2 separate regions of the Zea mays genome follow, and region 1 is linked to region 2. Evidence: chromatin contacts called from public Hi-C data. All regions are on one chromosome and are shown on one strand. Each heading gives the region's core, a stretch centred on a gene start, on an enhancer-like site or on the middle of the called end of the contact. The rest is flanking DNA. Distances are from core to core; before and after follow the strand shown. Region 1 holds the start of LOC109945996. Region 2 has its middle 46 kb from the start of LOC103655123.

Evidence for each region. Hi-C and Micro-C count contacts between places; a contact is called where the count stands out from the background.
Region 1: a contact with region 2 is called in a Hi-C map of ear, with 1.9 times the contacts expected there. The contact joins the promoter of LOC109945996 here to the enhancer-like site in region 2. A contact is called at or near these places in 3 of 25 Hi-C or Micro-C datasets (bundle sheath, ear and leaf).

Annotation. Positions count from the first base shown.
Region 1 is chr4:15,567,864-15,573,140 of Zm-B73-REFERENCE-NAM-5.0, forward strand. LOC109945996 reads left to right here and starts at 2,596. Exons shown (of 9, transcript XM_020552472.2): 1 at 2,596-3,460; 2 at 4,475-4,622; 3 at 4,932-5,065.
Region 2 is chr4:15,219,272-15,224,530 of Zm-B73-REFERENCE-NAM-5.0, forward strand. No RefSeq gene overlaps it. Among protein-coding and RNA genes, the nearest start is that of LOC103655123, 46 kb to the left of the region's middle. Within about 2 kb of position 3,315, at least 16 of the 20 cell types and tissues checked have an H3K27ac peak or open chromatin away from gene starts, as enhancers often do. A contact at or near this core is called in ear and leaf, where this site is marked.

The DNA.
Region 1 (5,277 bases), core at 1,346-3,845, 350 kb after region 2:
ACCATTCAGATCTAAAAGTGTTGTGCCATCTAGCCAGTCGCCTCACTAGGGTGACGACGATGTCGATCCCTAGCTGGAGACCATTTACTGGCATTGAATCTCTAGTAATGTCCAAGTCATTTCTATTATGCACTATTTCTTATATTATGTTCATTTGGTATCACAAACATTTTTGTTTTTAACTAATCAGTTAAACTTTTAAGAAGATTGACTTAAGACAACTTTAGGAATTAATTTATCGGACCCATACAATATCTGGCAAAAATAGTATGACAGAAACTGAAGCTCTTTAATACGTACCTGAACCTGTAGACTTGTACATAATCCAGAAATTATTTCAGTTGGGATATTGAAAGTCGGCTACTTATTGGCTTGGGAAATAAGAACTGTAGAACTACTGCAATTGGTCTATTACACTGGGATATCAAATGCTACTGAACCACCAGCTGTTTGGTCAAGTGGTAACCAAGTAAATGTACTCCTAAAACTAGTTTATTCCATCCACGTAGAATCCAACCGATCGACGTTCTTCGTTGGTCACCCCTATTCAGCCGTTGCTTCAAATATAGGAGGCTTTTAAGCTTTGACCTCTGCTGTCCAGCTAAACCTAATTCAGCATCCCCACTCCCACTAAGCACTAATACTGATACAGGCACCCGGTAGATATTTGACAGTTGTTGTGCCTGTTCGTTCCAGATCTTTTTCTTTCTTTTCTTTTTTCCAAGGTCAAGAAAACTTCAGCTTCCTACGCCACCACTACTGCGAACGCAAGGATGAAAGAAGCGGAAAAAAAGGTGGAAGCCGAAAGCAACACGGCAGAATCGTTTTTTTCCCCTGCGCCTCTTTCTGCCTGCGGCTCTCTTTGACGCGCAGCCCCTCGCTCTTTTTCAGAAATTTGTATGGATTCTAGTGCCTTTCATTTAAGGCCCCGTTTGTTTCCTTTCATTTCGAGGAATTGGAATCTTACTAATGGAGTAGGCTATTTTTTTAGAATATGACATTCCACCACTTTCCAAAGTTATCATATAAGCCTACCTCAAATTCATGGGGTGAGAGATGGAAATTGATTCTATAGATTTACATGTTATTTTTCCGATGTACAACTTATAGCACATTCTTCTACTTGCGCCTCTATAACATAAATGTAGTATATAACTATCTCTCTCATATGATTTTGGATAATATACAAATATATTACATATATAAATATATAAACTTAATTAGTTTTGTCTAAATTATAATTATTAAAATGGAATTCAATTCCAACTAAACAAACAGGCCCTAAGAATAATAGAATTGACCCAGTTTTAAGGAAACCGGGCCCGAAACCTATACAGAGCACACAAACAGCCTAGAGAACAACAACCCTACACACACAACCTAAATAGAGTTATCGTTGTCGAGCTCGACACAAGGGACAAGCAGCTCCAACTCCGCAAGATGGGCTGATAGGCAACAGGCGGTTGGATTGGGACATCAACACGTCGACACCATACCAAACTCAGCACAACGACGACAGAGTAACACGCCGAAGCGAACACCACCACCACGCAAACAACACACCCAACAAAACACTACACCACCACAAACTCGGAGAGGAAGCGAAAGAAGCCACCACGAACTGCGCCGTCGTCGCCAACGATGTGCCACGCCAAAAGCTGCAGCCCGGTGCAAGCCTGAGCGACACCTGGAATTCCTCCACCATGGGAAATCACCCTCAAGCCACACGCACGGTCGTCGATCACCCGGCTCACACTCCTCTGCCAAGGACTTAGAAATCTCCGCACAACGGCACTCCTCTACCGCTGTGCACGAGCAACACCACCCACCAACCACCGTCACTACCTGACCAAGATGGGCCTCAGATGCGACGTCTCCAAGGAGGGCACGACGCCAATGACGCCGCCGTCACATGTCCAAGGATGGACAGGGTTCACACCCTCGAGAACCCGAGACATGATGTCTCCCAATGGTGCCCCAACAGATAGAGTGATGCCACAAGGGCGCCGCCACCATCACCACTGACATAGACGTCAGTGAAGACTTACGCCCGACTCAGCACCATGTCTTATATTGCGGTTTAACTTTGTCCGTGGGGTTCGACTATAGATGGCCAATAAGCACGAGGCCCGCGAGCCCTGCACGACCCGTTTACCTCTAAGCTCGTTAAGCCCGCTTTTTTACACTAAAACGTGCTTCCCGGCTCGCATAGTCTGCTTTTCGGCCCGCTTTTTCGTGCTAAACGGGCCAGCGCTACGGGCCGGGCTCGGACAGGAAATTGAGCCTGCGTGTTTAGACGGCCCGGCCCGATTTTCTAACCGTGTCTGGCGTGCCGTGCCGGGTCGGGCCGGGCGGCCCGTTTGGCCATCTCTAGGTTCGAGCAAGCTGCGCAGCCTCTGTGTTTTCAGAAAAAACCACATAGTACTTCGAACATATATATTGGTTTCAGACTTTTCAGTGTACCATGGTCGAACGATTTCTATGCAGGCGATACTGTAAAACACGTTCAGGAATTTTATGCATCGTCCCAGACACCCCGAGGTCGATTCTGCAAAACGGCACCGGTCTACAACTTTGTCCGTTATCTCCCTGCTCCGGCGCCCCCGGCTCCTGCCGACCTCCACCACGCACACAAACACGCGGACGCGGCTTTGTTGAAGGAAGCTGCACGGCAGAAAGGAAGGAGAAGAAAGACGGTAACTGATAAAACGAATACTAAACAAGAGGAGAAACTGAAACAAATCCATGGGGTTTGAATCGACAATAGCTGTTCCACGGACTCCATTCCAGCTCAAACCCTTTCCTACTCTCTCTCTCTCTCTCTCTCTCTCTCTTTCTATCCGTCGTCATCGATCGCCTGCTGCTTTAACATTCGTTCCTTGGCTCGGGGGATTTGGTGGTGCGAGCCAGCAGCGAGCGAGCGAGCGTGCGTGCGTGCCTGCGCCGGGTGCAGCGCATCGCATCCTACCAGTTCCTCCATGGACAAGGAAAGCGCGCCGCTTTATTAGATTTCAGACTCCCTTGCTTGCTCCCGTCCGCGTCCGCGTCCACGTCGACCGCCTCCTCCTGCTTTTGCTGCTCACCGTCGTCACCGAGTATATAAGCAAGCAAGCGCGCACGGCATGCCTTGGAAAGGGAAGCCATCGCCCATTGCAGGTGCCCGCGTTTGACACGGAGAGGTGGCCGCGTGTTGGACTCGTAGAGAAGAAGAGGAGGACCGGGAGTCGGATGCGTGCCTGTACGACGACGCGTGCGTGACTAGGTGAATGGCGAGAGGGACCCGAGGAGGAGGAGGAGGAAGGTGGTAGCTGGGCGGCTGGGCGACGGCGCGCGGCAACGACCGCGCTCTTGGGTTGGGGCTCGTTCGTCCTCTGCGTCGGCTACAAGAGCAGAGCCCAGAGCAGAGCAGAGGAGAGGAGCTTCAGCGTTTGCATGGGAGCAGGGGAGAATTCTGCGCCAGGTGAGTGAGCTTCAGCGCTTGCGATTCCTTCGATCCATGCATTCCTTCCTGCTCAGGGCTTTGCATTTAGAATTCGTGGTGCCCTGGCTGTTCTCCAGTTTGAGACTACTGCCAGGTTTCTTGTATTTTTTCGACGAAGCGTGGAAGAACTGGAGATTACGTTTCCGCTCTGCTAGGGGGTTTTCTGTTGATTTTAGTAGTTGCAAGTCGGCCAAAAGAAAGTTTTTTTTTCCCTCTATCGCTCTGTTTTCATGTGCATGTTGATACTGCGCTTTGTTTCCCGTTTTTTTCTCTACATATTGATAGTTAGCTGGTGTCTGAATATCCATAGCCCTGTTCTGAGGCTACGTTTGAATGCACTGTAGTTAATAGTTATTAACTAAAATTAGGTGGAGATATCCAAAAACCATAGATAATGATTTAGCTATTAGCTATTTTTAATATATTAGTTAATAGGTAGCTAGCTATTTGCTAGCCAGTTAATTATACCTGTAATTTTTTAGCTAACTAATTATTAGCTTCAGTGTATTTAAACACCCCTAAATTTCAGACGTTCACATGTTAGTAGTCATATGTCTGGAACTCGGTTTTTTCCTTGAAATTGCTCCAGAATCCAGTCTTCTTGGTGTGAAAACACTCAACCAGCACTACTGCCAATCTTACCGTATTCAACGGAGTGACATTCCCGCCATGACTATTGTTTGACTCGCACCTGTCCGTTAAAGTTAGGCACGGAAGGAAGGAAGCCGATTGAGCAGCCCAGCCCAAACTGCGACAGGAGGGTCATCATCCAACAACAATTCAATCAGTCTGAACTGAAACCTGCGTCCGTACGTTAGAATTGTTACGTTCTGACGACTGACTGACTTATTAGACAGCCAGTGCCATGGTTTATCTATTTAGCACATGCGGAAAGGAGTTGCGCTTGTTTGCAGATCTGTTGCATCGTTTCTTTTGGTTCTATATACCTGAATCGAGATCGGAGTGTAATTCTTGGAGCTTTGCTGAGGTCAGCTTGCTAGCATGGAACCGAGGAGCAGGAGGTTAGAGCAGTTGGTGTTCCTGCTCTGCTTCATCGCGGCGATCACATGCAGGCTACACGCACAAGCCCAGGCCCAAACGACTCTGCAACGCCCCAAAAGCTCAGCTCACAATGGAGCAGGTGACTAACTCTCTCTCTCTCTCTCTCATGTGTTTTGTATATCATATCATAGATAAACCTCGCAAAATCTATTCATCGCCTTTGCTGGTAAGTGGCAGTAACATGCAAGATAGGTTTGTTTGTAATAATAATAAAATAATAATCTTTGAAGAGGTAAAAGTATCATGCCAGCAGGACAGCAAAACTGCCCTGGTTAACTGTTCCACTAGTTGACATTCTACAGCTACATATATCCGACATTTTTCTTGTTGGAAGCATATGTGAATAGGGCATCTGATCTTTGTTGCCTCTGGGTGTGAGTGTGATCAGCGCGTAGGGATTTGTCAGAGATGGGAAACGGATCGGAGAGCGTGCTGTCAAGGAGAACGAGGAGGGTCGATCCTCTTGATGGACTGAGGAAATACGAGGGAGGCTACAACATCACTGACAGGCACTACTGGAGTGTAAGCTCCCTACATGTCTGAACTGTTGTTAGCATACTTTCTCTCTCTCTCTCTTTCTCTCTCTCTCTGAAGTCTGAACATACTGTGCAGCATTTTAGATACTGAGCATGTTATGATCAGGATTCAGGACATAAATCGTTCACTAACGAAATCATAATACCAAATATGTATTAAAACTATATATAATCATGGTACCTGTTCTTTGATGTGCA
Region 2 (5,259 bases), core at 2,065-4,564:
ACATTGAGATCACGTCTCAGTTTTGCAGCAGCATCCACTTCACCATACCAATCAGTAAACTCCCTGCCTCCTCCAGCACATGGCAAACCCAAAATCAGATGAACCGTATCTTTTGTTATCTTCAGTTCCTTCCCAGCCCCTGGGCGTATGGTCATGTCATGTGGATCCAATTTATCCATCAACCACCTGATGAGTGATCTGCTCTCTAAGGCATCAGTTCGCAAATCAAATATGCTTGAAAATCCCAACCTAGCGACAGCATCGCGCTGCCGATCGCTCATTATCCAAGATGATACAATAACATCATAGGGAATGCATCGGATATTCAGTTTCTGGAAGCATAAATGAATATGCATTAATACACAAAGTATATATATAGTTAGAACTAATGATACAATATTTACAAACAAGGGATAATTATTACATGCTTGTAAATAACTAGTCTACAACAATAAAAAAAGTAAACACCATATTTGTTGATAATAATATACATAAATTTAAAGTGGGGGAAAATACAAACTTGATTGGACACCAAAATTAACACATGAATAAACATAAATATATACATGTTACCTGTGATTTTCTAGGAGTCTTCTGTTTAGGAGAGTTTTTTTTGTAATGATATTAGACTTTGGACTTCTTTTCACATCAGGAACTTGAGGAGAAGGTACTTTTAACTTCTTTGCACTGATTTGTTCTGAAGGAGAAGGTGAGGCAGATCTGAATTGGTGCTTCAACAATGGAGCATCCATGAAATCGTCGTCGGACAGTGTGGATGGAGCAGGAGGTTTTCTTTTTAAACGACAAGCTAACGCCTTTCTGCGAAAACGATGGATTGGGGCTGGCTGTGGCTCATTCTGCTCCTGATTTTGGGGAATATCATCTTGGTGAGCTGAGCTGCTGGATCTTGTACGTCTGGAAATGTCAATTGAAAAAACCTCGTGACTGGATTCAATGGTTAATCTTTTTGGATTACTGGGCGGGCGATCAACAGACTTCATGATTAAATACTGAATAGATCTGTAGAAAAAAGAAGTTGTTTTTAAATACATTGATTTATGCATGAATATATGCCAAAAAAAGAACTAATTTTTACTATAACTATCTGAAATGCATACTATATAATGCTAAGTGGAATTACATAACTTAAACTACCTTTTACATTTATGCGATAGCATTTAATGAACAATGGTTATATACAAGCATAAAGATTGATTTAATATTTCATATAATTGTAAATGGATCAGGATAAAATAAGAGCCTTTTTGGATCAACTAACTATACAACATATTTTAATAACTGGTTCATAGTAATAAAAACATTTAGCTCAAATAACATGAATATTTAAATAACATTTGCTTAAATAACAGTATCTGTATGTATTTATATATAAGGAACAGGAGTGTAAACTAATTATGTAAGTAAATAGATCAATTCAAATATGCTTAATATATTGCGAAATGTTCATAAACTTGTGTATGAATGAGCATACACATTACTGCCAATATGCATATATATCAAATCCAATGAGTATATTTTATATATAATAAAACAGATGTGTACATAAATGATTTAATTGAATGGGCATAAAAAGTAATGAGGATATGCATATAAATGAAATACAATAAGCATATTAGATAATTAAATAGATGTGAAAACAAATCATTAGAGTAAATGTGCGTAAAGAATACTGACTATATGCATGTATAATAAAACAAATGTGTAAACAAATGACTCAAGTGAATGTGCATAAACAGTACTGAGGATATGCATATATATCAAATACAAATAAGCATATTTGATAATAAAATAGATGTGAAAACAAATCATTAAAGTAAATGTGCATAAAGAGTACTGACTATATGCATATATAATAAAACAAATGTGTAAACAAATGACTCAGGTGAATGTGCATAAACAGTACTGAAGATAAGCATATATATTACATACAAAAAGCATATATGTGTTACTTGGGTTGTATAAGAGTACTCTCTGCTAACTCATCAGTAAATACCTAATCCACAGCCTTTGTCTAAATATATAAATGTCGGGCGATAGTGGGAATATAGAATAAATACACATGCCCTAATATCGGGGCTCCTAAACAAAAAAGAGATACAATGCGCGATGCAATGACCCGATTATAGTGATGTCTAAGCGGATACAAATCACACATTTAGCTGGAGAATAAGGGTTACAATCAAATCCACTTCAATCGACCGATAGGCTTCAAAAAATCGACGGCAAACTCGGTGTATTTCAATGTTGGATTACCTAGAACTTCTTGAATCGGGCTCCAATGCTGGGAGATTGAAGGATGTAAGGTGGAATGGAAGGGCGCTGGATTGGAGCGGCGGTGGATTGGCGCTGCGCTGGTTTGGAGGCGCGGAAATCGCCTGGTGAGTCGCCTCCGACGAAAGGAAAATCTGCGCGGCTGGTTTGTCTCCGTTGAATGCGCGACTACGGTTTTAGAAACAGGAAACGTGGGAGAGGTGGCTGGCTGACAGAGGTAACGGCGCCGTGACTAGGACCTGTTGACTCGGTGTGGTTCAACCAAAATGTCCATGTTGACTATCCTAGGCTTCCTCTATTATTGGAAGCCCAGAGCTCTTAATATATAAATTATGGCCTCTGTTTATAATCTTATTCTGGGCCCCTAAAAAATCAGGAACGGGCCCTGAGCAGCTGTCTGAGCGGAAGGAGACATCATGATACTAACAACCGAACGAACACCAGCAGGGAACCCAGCCAGATCACGGTTGATAACACCACGGGAACAAAGCCACACACAAGCACCTGACACAACTATAGCACGGTGCCGGTGAAAACCAGCAGCACATCACGACGGTACCACCACCCGATGGGCACATCGCACGAGGCACAACCATATGTCACGCGCGCGAAGACGCTGCCCATCAATCAGCCCGTGATAGGGCGCCCACCACCTCTCAATCGCCGCCACAGCTGACGTCCGACGACGGCTCACTCGACAACAGACGCAAGTGACCGTGCACACCGCCACAAGGATCGGAGCGTCACAGCGCCACCACCGACTAATCCAACCTCAGTGGAGCAGCTGCCGAACCTCCGCAAATCGCCGGAATCAGGTGGATCAAATCAAAGACAAGACAGAAGAACTGGTACTTCTTCCTCAAATGGGATAACGAGGCGAGGTGCACCTATTTGATGGTGTGGTGGAGACTTCCGGCACGGTGCGGACGAGGACGACAGCGTCATTCGTCCAGACATACCGCCGCCTAGAGCGCGGGCGACGTTGACGCTGCGGCCGCCAGGGGCTTCAGTCTCCCTGTCCTCCCTCCGTACGTGTGCAGGCGCGAGGGAGACAGAGAGCTTGCCGGGCTGGGCCGCATTTAGCCTTGAAGTGGCCCAGTCGGGTCAATCACTCACTTTCGTTTTGTTTTTTCAATTGTTATTCATTTCTCCACTTTTGAAAAGGAAAACAAAGAAGGAAAACCCTTCAATGAACAACGTAACGTATTCATTTAGATTAAAAATAGGTCCGAGTGACTCGCTAGCGGCTAGGCCAATTCTAAGAGGTAATCACTGGTGGCTACGTTGACTATTGGAGGTTTTCTTCTCCATGGCCAAGTGGGCTCCACATCCTGCCTCTTCCCGGTAAGTTTAGCCTTGTGCATTTGATTGACAAGACGAACAATACAATTCGTTTATGGAACAATTGCGTCACTGCCCTTTTTTTAGGGTATAACTACAGACATCATGCGTGTCTGTCTCTGTTTTTTTTTTTCAAAACAAAACTATTGTGTATGATTCTACTCCGTCAGTTATACTGAACGATGTCAAGTCTTGATAAAAATTACAATGAACAATTGTGCTATTGCCCCTATTTTGGAGTGTAACCTTTGTTTTATCCCTATTTTGTAGTCTTCACACGTTTTTAATGACAACTCAAACTACTTTGGACAACAATCCAATTGTTTTACAATTATTTGAGTCATTTCCAAAATCTAAAAAAATTACTTTGACCCTAAACCATTATAGAAACTAAGGGGGTGTTTGGTTTGAGAAAACACTCCATCCAAATTGAGGTGGTGTATCATGGATCTATTACTCAAGTTTGGTGAGATGATCTCATTTCTAATATCGGTACTAACTAACTATATGAGGAATGATGTGGTGATGAATCAACTCATTTCATTTGACAAACCAAACTCAAAAAAGTGAGAAATGAGACAATGATAGTCTAGCTCAATCCTAAAACCAAACACCCTATAAGTCCATGTACCTGACGTTTTCACATTTTGATTCAAAGAACATGGGTCGTTCTTGACTGAATAAATGGCAGAACCAAACCAAATGTGCTTGGTTACTAGAATGTGGACGTGGGCCGTCCCAATCAAATGGGCCGAGTAAACAAAATTACCTGACTGAAAATCTCCTCTCTCCCTCTCTCTCTTGTTTTCTAGACGGTAGAAACTAGAAAGGCCGTTACCCGTACGCCGTAGGTGAGAAAAGATTAAAAAAAAAACCCTACGGTAAAAAGTAAAATCTCTGAAGTGCACCAGTTTGCCAACAACTAATTATTTTTCCTGCAAGATCATGAGGAGATCAGCTACTGTGTTGTCGATTCCTGGAACCGGTCTTTCCCTAACAAGGAATTGCCAGATCCACAAGCGGGCACCATGCATGCACATGCTTTTTGCCCTGTAATTAATGCAAAGAAGAGCAAATTAATGGTCACTACTCTCACTGACATCGGCCAAGTCTAATTCAGGGCACCAGCAGTTAACGTTGCACGTAGTTTTTGGGTTTCCAGGGCAACGACGAATGCTTCTGCTTGCAGTTGGAGGCTTGAAGCTGTGGCTTTATCTCGCGGATGGAAACAACGGCCCAGTGCCAGTGGTAGGACCGGTGGTTACAGACTTGCAGGAGCGAACGAAGCGCTGCCAGAGCGGAATTGACGGAAGGTTTTGTTTTGTTTTGTTTTCTTCGGGGTGGTGCAACCGACCACCCTCTTGTTGGGATGTTTGGCCAGTTTGCAGGCAGGGGCTGAGAGAGAGAGAGAGAGAGAGAGAGAGAGAGAGAGAGAGAGAGAGAGAGAGAGAGAGAGAGAGAGAGAGAGAGAGAGAGAGAGAGAGAGAGAGAGAGAGAGAGAGAGAGAGAGAGAGAGAGAGAGAGAGAGAGAGAGAGAGAGAGAGAGAGAGAGAGAGAGAGAGAGAGAGAGAGAGAGAGAGAGAGAGAGAGAGAGAGAGAGAGAGAGAGAGAGAGAGAGAGAGAGAG